Regions from separate parts of the Zea mays genome. Here region 2 is linked to region 1. Evidence: chromatin contacts called from public Hi-C data. All regions are on one chromosome and are shown on one strand. The core of a region is the stretch at or near the end of the contact, and the rest is flanking DNA. Distances in the headings are between cores, read along the strand shown.

Region 1 (5,575 bases), core at 997-3,496:
AATAAAAAGTCTGTATATGAGTCGTAGCTAATTTGTAGATCTTTACGTGGCCACGAAGAACACCTCAATCGGACATCAGATCAGAGAGTTATTGTAGTTTGATTATAGCAGTTTTTCAGTCTCATAATTCTGTGCAGAATCTGTTCTCTTAAGATTTAGGAAAGTTTATCAACATAATTAAACCTTGGGTTTGTTAGCAAAGTTGTAGATAATTTTATAAGATTTCCATATTAATAAAGAGTGTATTCATATGAATTTTTAAACTCCAGTTATGTTTGTTTTACTGTGGCTGTTTCTGTTTGCCTGGTAAAAATGAGCGGGTCTGTTCACTGGTGGGTTTCATCTAGTAAATGGCCGAATTGACTCTTCCAACTATGAAGAATTTTGTATAGGGATAAAAGTTCTTACTTCAAGCAGAATTTCATAATTTTTGGTTGTGTAGTTTGGGAGATATCAAATTTTGAAGTTAACTATGCTGCTGTCTGAAACAGATTTAGTCAGTTATCTTGTCAGATGTTTTAGAACTTATAGAAGGCAAAATTTAATTATCCATTTAATACCGAAGTTGTAGAGTATTTTGTGTAGATACTCCTAGAGTATTTGTTTGATATCACCACTGTTATAATTTTAAAGATACAAAATTAACAAATAGTGTTGCTGCTGTTTAGCATGTGGTACAGGGTGGGAGTCTTTCCACGAGGTCTTGGTTTCAAGTGTATGAACGATTTGTTGATTGTTGGCAAATGTTTGTGGAATATTTGTACTATGTTTTATGCCCCACAGCAGGTGGCTACACTCCGGATCATGCCAAGTACATTTTTCTTATTCGATGAAGGCAAGTGAATGTAGCGGTGGTTGCTACAGTTTTGACTTGTTATTTTTATCGCCTGCACTCTAATATTCCGTATTATTGAATTCTTTCATAATTGAACTATATGATGATGCTTTACTTGATTGTATTATATTGATGCTCAATCATATATTGATGATGATTATGGTTCGAGTATGACCCATGAGATTAATTCACAACCCTGAAGGAAGATGAAGCAATATTTGAGGTTTCTATTGTATTTGAAGGAAGGTAAAGTATTATTTGAGGTTTGTATTGTATCTGAAGGAAGGTAAAGTAATATTTGAGGTTTGTATTGTTTCTGAAGGAAGATGAAGTATTATTTGAGGTTTGTATTGTATGTGAAGGGAGTGAAGTATATTGATAAATGCAGCATGCCATATGCATTGCATGATTCATTTGCATCTAAAGTTTTGTCATGACCTATGGTCCGACCGTACCAGTACAACTTAGCATCGTACGTTGCCCGAGGAGGGGTATGATGCGGCTTCATACCCTCAGAGGTATGAAGGCAGAGGACATATGCATTGCATTCACATGCATTCATTGAAGTGATATTTGCAGATATTGTGGACGCAGGGAAGTGTTATACAAACTATTATGGTTGCTCGAGGAAATGAGATGGTATTGGTTATATTGGGACTATTGAGTTCTATATCTACAAGTATTTCTGATCTTAATTGTGATTCCTGTAAAATGTTGATAAATTTATCTTGTGGTTTAAATATCTCGTCAAAACATTTTGCTTGCTGAGATGTTTCATCTCACTCTTGCATTACTCAATACAGGTACTTGATGCTTATCAAGGGGAGTGGGAAGTAGCGGCACGTTGCACACATTGCTTAAAGAACCAAATAATTATCTTTGGTTATTGACTTTTGAGGTTCATACTTTAGAGTATGATGTAGTCATAAGCTGGTTCATTCGTGGTTAATTGTCTTTGATGAGAATTATATCACACTAGTATGATTCATTTTGTATTGATATATCTCTTTTGCTTCTGTGATGCTTATAATTACAAAGGAGATGCTGTCAAAATTTATTTTGCTTAGTCTTCGGTTGTTGGTAGTGAAGTCCAATAGCATCTCGGGGTGTTTGTGGATCCCAGGGTGTTACAACGGTGGTGCCAATCTCTCCTCTCGCTGAGCTCTCAACTGGTGGCAGTTTCCTCTGTGATTCGGAACACAAGCACGGCTGAGGGCCCTACTCCCCATCATATATGCACAAGGAAGGCTAGTTGGATTCCAGGGTGTTTCACGATGAGTGTGGACGCGGACATCGCAGACTCTGTTACGCTAGCGCGAGCAATTCTCCCGGGAAGCAAGGCACTGGCCTGCCGGACCCGCAGGGCAGTGGCTCCCAGTGCAAGCCGTGAGAGGGATGGGAACTGGCACTGGGCCCGCGTCACAGTGGCACTAGTTGCAAGCACGCGATACACGGCTGCGACGGTGAGTGGGACCCACATGTTCGCGCCTGCATCAGATTCTTGAGCCGCACGATGGAAAAGAGTGTCTAGGCCAAAAGTGAGGAACTAGGCCCATTCCGCTTCCTATTGTTTTCTCTTTTTGATTCTTTCTTTTATAATTTCTATTTTGTTTTTTCACTTAAATTCATAATTTGAATTCTTGTTTTACTCTCCAGATTTCAAATATCAAACAAAATTCTAATACTTCTATTGCTTGCAATGATATTATTTATTTATTATTATTTATTCTCCTTCCTATTATTTAATTATGGAAGGAATAATTACTTTATTATCATTTCCTTTCTTTACTCATTTTCTGTTTTATATTTTCATTTATAATTTGAGTTCTAATTTAAATTATGACTCCTTTACTCAAATAAAATGAATCACACAAAAAGAAACATCAACATGAATGCACCTTTAATTTGTTCAACTTGATCTCTTTATTGACATATGCAAAAGAGAAAATGGGATAATTAATCACATAAGTTCCAAAATTCCCCAAAACAATAACATATAAATATATTTATTTATTTATATCATTATTTTCTCTGTTACAAATTTTGGGCTTCACAACACGGCGGCGCCGCCGCACATACAACGGTGAACACGCCGGAAACATTGGATTCGCCACGAGGATGCATCTCCCCATCTAAAATGCTCTATATGTCGTGAAGTTCAAGGAAAACACACAAGGAGGAGACTCACCTGTGATTATGGCATAGAGACCTCCGCCCATGACGAGGAGCGACTCCGTCGCGAGTATATGACTCTGGCGAGAAATTCTCGCACCGTCAAGGGTCTCCCTCATCCCAAGAAACCTCTACGAGCATACTTGCTCCCTAGTGATAACCATTGGATTGCTTTCGAGGATCAAGCGATGGGGTGGATCAATGTCAACGATGACTCCTCTTTGTTGGCATGGGTTGGGGTTGAGACTGGGTCTTTATATCGAGAGGTGAAGGCGTATCGGCCTATGTTGTTACACTGGTGATGCGAAGTCCGCCGCAATTGTTACACCTCAGCAGGGATTGAGTGCAAGGTAGGAGATCAGTAGTGGTCAAAGGGGCCCACTAGTTAGCGATCTGGTGCATGCTCACACAGGCCGACCGCAAGGGCCCACATGTCATCAACAGATAGAAGAGCATGTGGTGGGTCCGACTGTTGTGACTAGTTTCTAGATCCGGTGGTACATTTAAATTTTCACTTACGGTTTTAGTTATCAAACTTCAGCGAAAAACAGGTGGGGCTGGCTTAAGGAACCGCCAGTGCAGGCTTATGGATATGCTTCCTCATTTATCCCAAGGTTGGAAATGTGCTGGTGCTCGACTCCTTGGATTATGACCCTTCGACCTATACAAAATTTCTCAGCATCTTAGAATTGTAAGCCTTTTCTATGCATGCATAATTTTATCGATGAAAATTTGAGAATAACATAGTGATTCTATTTGAGATCAAAGGGCTTATAGATTCTATAAGATGAGAGGTGGAAACTATGATACGTCAAAACAACAAGTGTCACTAGAAATCCACTATAAATGGCCGGTAAGTATGCGAATTTATGAATATATCCACTATATAATGTTGGAACTAAATAACCAATCTCCCCTTTATGTAGTGCCACTAGTAACCACCCGGATCTTTCCTATGTGGGTTCTATGTGTGAGAGTTCATGAGACAAAACACACGATACATTACAAACCCTGGCCAGGTATTATTAGTAATAGCATGTATGTATTTATGTAATTAAAGATGCAAATATGTTATCGAGTGTAAATATATGATGTTTATAAACTTTCTTTACAGGAATTTCAACAAGGAAAGCTGGAGAACATGATCGAAGGTGCATTGTATGACATAATTGAAGATTTATGCACATTCATAATGAAAGATGTCATTCCCATTAAAGGGAAATATCATGATGCTACCAGTACATTAGCTAGGCCAGAGTTTAAAGTACTCACAGAAATTAGTAGAATATCTCTTAGCCGAGATAGTTATTAGATCTTAGGTAAAAACTTTGATGTCTAGAATATGTGATGGTTGTAAACACAAGACTTAATATATATAAATGTATAATAGAATTTAATTCCATGTTGCTTTCAATATGAATGTCAATATATATATATATATATATATATATAATTCAGTTTTGTTTTGAAAATTTGAAAAGAGGCCGGAAAACTACCACTGGTGGCCAAAAAAATAAAACAGTAAGTGGAAAGTGCATTTCCACTAGCGGTTTTAATAAGAAAACTGTTAGTGAAATGTTATTTCCACTACCGTTTGGTTACGAGAACCGCCAGTGGAATTTCTATTGGCGGTTTCTAGTGGAAATAGCATTTTCACTAGAGGTTCTAAAATAATTGTCAGTGGAATATTGAATTCCACTAGCCCCTAGAACTGTTGGTACAAAAAAAACGCCAGTATAAATAGGTTTACAACCGCCACTACAGAACTTCTCTGTAATAATGAACATCTACTTTCAACGGCTGTCAGTATAGCCATAGGAGATAACGGCTCTTGGAGGCCCTCAGAGTTTTTTGGTGTACGGGTCATTGGACGTTTTTCAGTTTCTGTTTTGAACGGGCTGGTACCGAAGGATATCCAAAATGAGACTAATATGTGACCACCTATTAGAGGAATCAAATCTCTCCGTATTTAATTTTAAATAGAAAAAAAGATTGAGGATGTTTGGTTTATAGAACTAATTTTTAGTCCATACATTTTATTTTATTTTTAGTTCATAAATTGTCAAATACGCATGTAACCGAACAAGACCTCGGTGGATCAAATTATGCCACAATACCTCACGTTAACGTACTATTGTACGACTCCATTTAATTTGGAACTAGTTTTTGGTCCACTAATTTTAGGTCCTGGCCGGTCTACAACTCAAGTTCCTTTGAACTATTTCGTTCCTCCGATCCTAGCTTTTGAAAAATTAATTAGTTCTACCTAAATGGACGCCTCTCATAATATCTAAAGATGGATAATGAGAAATCATCAAATCATAGACTAAAAATATATAAAAAATGTTATGAACCAATTTTCATACATATCACGAACTAACAACCATCTTTTTGAGATAGAAAAACATGGGACTGTGAATCGACAACATCATCGATGTTACTGTTTCCCATTTTGTACATGTACATTCTTTCTTTTAAGGGGGTTATATTTTTTTCACGGCTCACAGTCTACAATAGTTTTTTCATACCTACATGCCAACTAAACAACAGACCATTAGTCTATTTCCA
Region 2 (5,355 bases), core at 1,162-3,661, 200 kb after region 1:
TAAAACATTGGAATTCTTAGACATGCATGCTTCTTGACAGCTGACACTAAAATTCACAAATATTGGAACGTGCAATATTTGATTGTTACAATTAGCTAAGTGATCTAATCTACACTAACAAAATCTTATAGAAGCCAAATTGATGCAGAAAAAAATGTATTCAATCCATGGCGGAGTAAAATATCCCAAGTCATCAACGAGTACAACATCAAACATCTCCAAGTGATCAAGCCTGCCACTTACAATGCCAAATTTATGTACTACAACCATCAACTAGTATGTCGTGTCCTCTAATCAGGCAAAATGGTATGTTTATATTTCTTAAATCTCTTCATACTTAATTAAACACTATAAAGCCATTTCATGACAAAATTGTAGTCCCAAAAAATTGGATAACATAATATATATTTAAAATCCATATAAGAAGAGATTCAAATGCATTATCATTTTATTGAGTTGTGACCCGCTACAATGGAAGAGGTTCCAAAATAAGGTAATCAAGCAAAACATACGAACATGACAAAAAGTTTATCTTTAGTTCACCATCCTATATTAGATGTATTGATGGACTACCACAATAGGTACATCAAGAAGAAAGATTGGATATCATCACCAGAACAATGAAAGTGTGATTCTCCCAACTAGGTTAGTGGGCTTCATGCATGCGCATTGTCTTCATGAATAACAATCATGGCGCACCCACAAAATATTTTGATACATCCGACACACGATAAAGCAAAGGATATAATTATGTCGCCAACAACATGATATGAACCTGATATCACGCGCACCAAACACACAAACTTTCAATGTCTACAACTTTATGTAAATACTTTTCATTCATGTACATGATGCATATGTATATACTATTTACTTGTCCTCTATGTTTCAACAAATAATGCATGATTTCCTTTGACGAGGTTGAGAAAAACAGACATGGCTAAATAATTCCATCTATATATAATATAATTTGTGAAATAATCAATTTATTATGACAAAGTGGGTCCATTAGATGTTAATCAAATAGTATTTTTGACATCACAAATTTTACATATAACATAAGGATAATTCCTAGGTCAATATTATGGGTTTCAAATCAAATAATAGGTGCACGTCCAAAGTGGAATGTTAAGAGTACCACTTAATTTGTTTTATTAGATATCTCACATACAAGAAAGGATTAAGTATTGATGCTAACAATTAATACATGAAAATATTACATTTTATCACGATTTTTGACCAAATCCAAGTAATAGGCCATTAGTTCTAGATTATACCGATTATGTATCAAGCTTCTAGTAAACGGTCATTTAAAACAATCCTATAGTGAATGCATGACAATCACATATTCTCACAAATCTTACTTTGGTTCCTTTTCCTTAGAAATTTTCACATCCAAAAAATTCTAATTTCGGGTTGTGAATAGAAAACAACAAACAAAATAAATAATTTTGATGTTTGTATAAAACCTTTCAAGATTACTTGAAATTAGTTGAAGCAAATTGTTTTTAAAATACCTTTCTAAATTAACTGAACAAGCATTTGGTAGTGTAATATTGCCTTTGGTTGTTTTGTGTTGCAAGTGTGTAGAGTTTTCAAAACACGTTCATAATAATGACATTCTCTCTCTATGATCTATTTGTACCTATTTACATAATCAAATATTGGTTTCTTATTTTTTTTAATTATTTTCCATAGATTTTGTTAAAAATCTTTTCCTTGTACTTCAAATTATTTTGTTGTGTTCATTGTTTATCTTTACCAGGAATTTTTCCATTTTTTTTGTTGTGCCTTTTCCTTTTATCTATGTGTGTATTCTATTTTTTGAGATATACACTCGAATACCATTTTTGAACTCTAAATATTTTATTTATGTTCCTCGTGTGTTCAAAATGTTACTGAAAACATTTCTGAACTCTTAGAGCTTCTAGAGTATTTTTCGCGCGTGGCCCCTATACGAAATCTAAAATTTATAGAAATATTTTAATTCCGAAATTGGATATACTAAAATTACATATTCTTTATCCTCATCCAACCCAACCGAAATATATCATACAAACCATTGGGATTGACTCTGGCTCGATCAGCCTAATCCCCTGACCGTTGTTATTTTTGCCCTAATCCCGTCACAGCTGCCGCCGTCGACCAAAATAACTTTCTACTTTCCTCAACTTCAGCGAAACATCCTCGCTCCCCTCTCGTTTCTCTCCTCTGGTTCAGTTAAGCAAAGTGACAGGTAGCATGTACTGTTCGTTTTCTTTCCCCGCCAGAACGCCGACAACGTCAGTACGAAGATGCGCGTCTCATCAGGTCCTGTTTCCTTCCCTCCAGTTCCCGCCCAGTATTTTGTGCTCCTTTTCTTGCACCCACGCGCGTAGGGGTCAGGCAGGTGGGCCACGGAGTGGCACTGGTTCTGTGCCCAGCGCGTGGTGAACATCTTCCTCCCGTGCGCACAGTACCCTGCGCTGTGCCGTGCACAGTAGCATGCATACGTGAACATTGCCGGTAAAGAAAAATAATATATATATATATATATATATATATATATATATATATATATTTCTGGGTCCAAATTAATTTCTTTTATCTTCCGTTGCAGATTCTTTATCCCGGGCACCTAGTGATACACATATCTATGTATACGTACAAGCAGTATCAACACTATTATATCTTTGTTTCCTTCCTTACTGCTTTCCCGTCGGTTGTTCAATTGTTTCCGGAACAACCACATACGCCTTGTACAAGCTCACACAGATTCATCCACCTACCACCTTCAATCCGAATTGCCGTGCTCACGGTTACGAACCACATGATCTTTATCGTTCGAAACACCGTAGAGTTAATGATTGGTGATGGTAATTGTATCACTTGTTGTACCTTCTTATTGTGTGCGTGGCGAATTTGATGCTTCATCTTAAATATACAACCATTTAGAGCCAAATACATTATGATCACTTGTTGTTTTGACAAAATGCCTTTTTCAAATTATGTCAAAGTTCCATGTATCAAATGTTTACGGATTATTAAGATTAATGGTCACCCTTCCAGTCTCAACTGCTACCACCGAGAGATCCTTTTATCTACAAAACTTATCAAAACAGATCAATGAAATAAAATGAGAGATGATTTTATGTGAAGTTACTTGATCATCTATATTGATATAGAATTGATAGCTATGATTAGCTCTCATGATATAATCGAAGCTTTTCATTTGATCGATCGTCGTAGAGGCAAATTATTTTGACCTTTATTGGAGAGTTAATTAATATACAATTATATGGTGCAAGTTTTTTATTAATTTATTATCTATGCTATATATAAATTAGTATACACATATGTATATATCCTACGATAAATTTTTGCTCGGTCCCTCCTATGTTGTAATCCTTACTCCGCCCCTGCATGATGATGTCTTGTTTCCAACCAAAATGTATGGTTGGTTTTTGGGAAAGACAAATAAAAGATGTTAGAGTTTGTAGGTAATGTCTCACTTCTAATGATCAAAACTAAGGATACGATGAATTAGAATTTTTATGCAAACTCTTACTTGATTTTAAAGCTTATTTCTTGCTACAACCATATGCATTATCCTTGTCTTATTTATATTGGATAGGTTTTCCGAGTACACGGTGCTATATTGGATAAGTTTCAGGGAGCCAGAAGCCATGTAATTTAAAATAATAGACGTTTTAGATTTAAACATTCCAGCTAAGCCAAAGTAACCAACAAGAAATAGCCACTAGCAAGGCTAGTGACTTCAAATATTTGCTAAGCTCCCCTAACCAAATGTGTAACATATGTAATATGCTATGAGGTTTATATATACATGTAGCCACTTAAATGATTGATCAAATATCTTGGGCAAGATGAAGTTTAAAAAGAAAGTGCTAAATGATTTAATACATTGGATTCTTTGACATGCATGCTTCTTGTCAGTTGACACCACAAAATTCACAGATATTGGAACTAAAATTATTATTGGATCCTTACACTTACCTAAGTGATTTAATCTAAGCTACAAATCTTATAGATGGCAACTTGATGCAAAAAGCATTGTATCCAAACCATGGTGGAGTAAAATATCCTATGTCACCAACAAGTGCAACATCAAACAACTACAAGCCTCCCAGTTGAAGTGCGAAATTTATGCACTATAACCATCAACTAATATGTCTTGTCCTCTGATCGGGCGGAATGATATGCTTGTATTGCTTTGATTTATTCATAATTACTTAAACATTATAAAGTCATTTAATGAAATAGTAGTAGTCACAAAATTTTGGATAGGACACAATGTATATTTGAAATCAAATGGAAAAGTGATTCAAATAAATTATCATTTTATTGAGCTATGACCTGGTACGATGGAAGAGGTTCAAAAATTTGATAATCAAGCAAAAGAGATGAACATGGTAAGTGGTTTATCTTTAGTTCACATCCTGATATTGAAAGTATGGGTGGACTACAACTATAGGTACATCCAACAAAAAGATTGGTTATCTTTACTAGAGCAATAAAAGTGTCAATATCCCAACTAGGTTAGTGGGCTTTGTGCATGCGCACTTGTCTTTATGAATAAGAATCATGATGCTTCACGAAATATTTTGATACGTCCGACACACAATAAAGCAAAGGATATAATTATGTCCTCAATAACATGATACCAACCTGATAGCACGCGCACCAAACTCAAACTTTCAATGTCTGCAACTTAATGGAAATACTTGTCATTCATGTACATCATAATGCATATTTACACATATATTATTTACTATTCCCTATATTTCAACGTAAAGTTCATGGGTTCCTTCAACGAGGATGATAAAAATAAACTTGGCCACAGTATTCTGTCTATAATGTCTTCAATGAGGATGATAAAAATAAACTTGGCCACATTATTCTGCCTATAATATAGTTTGTGAGATAACAAATTCATAACAACAAAGTAGGTCCATTAAAATGCTAATCCAATAATATTTTTGACATCACAAATTTTACATATCACGTAAGGATAATTTCTATGCTGATATTGTGGGTTTTGAAATAAAAAATAAGTGCTTGTCCTATGTAGAATGGTAAGAGTACCACATATGTATTTTATTGGATATTTCACATATAAGATAGGATTAAGTATTGATAGACATCGACTTTATTTGTACTAGCAGTTCAATACATGTGTATCATAAACATGTGCTTTGGAAACTACTGAGAATCCAAAGCTTCATAGTTATGCTATACCACATGGAAAACGCCATCACACTGTAGTACAACTTGTAATACACAACTTGGTACTACACACATCCACACAAGTACAACATATGATTATTAGATATGTTGTTTTGATAGTTGGTTCCC

Evidence for each region. Hi-C and Micro-C count contacts between places; a contact is called where the count stands out from the background.
Region 2: a Hi-C map of ear shows a contact between it and region 1, with 2.8 times the contacts expected there. The contact joins two enhancer-like sites. A contact is called at or near these places in 5 of 25 Hi-C or Micro-C datasets (bundle sheath, ear, leaf and 1 more).

Annotation. Positions count from the first base shown.
Region 1 is chr2:103,950,620-103,956,194 of Zm-B73-REFERENCE-NAM-5.0, forward strand. No RefSeq gene overlaps it. Among protein-coding and RNA genes, the nearest start is that of LOC103646761, 6.2 kb to the right of the region's middle. Within about 2 kb of position 2,247, at least 16 of the 20 cell types and tissues checked have an H3K27ac peak or open chromatin away from gene starts, as enhancers often do. A contact at or near this core is called in bundle sheath, ear and tassel, where this site is marked.
Region 2 is chr2:104,153,355-104,158,709 of Zm-B73-REFERENCE-NAM-5.0, forward strand. It overlaps LOC103646762 (a long non-coding RNA gene), which reads right to left. Exons shown (of 2, transcript XR_562426.2): 2 at 5,094-5,355. Among protein-coding and RNA genes, the nearest start is that of LOC103646762, 3.6 kb to the right of the region's middle. Within about 2 kb of position 2,412, at least 11 of the 20 cell types and tissues checked have an H3K27ac peak or open chromatin away from gene starts, as enhancers often do. A contact at or near this core is called in bundle sheath, ear and tassel, where this site is marked.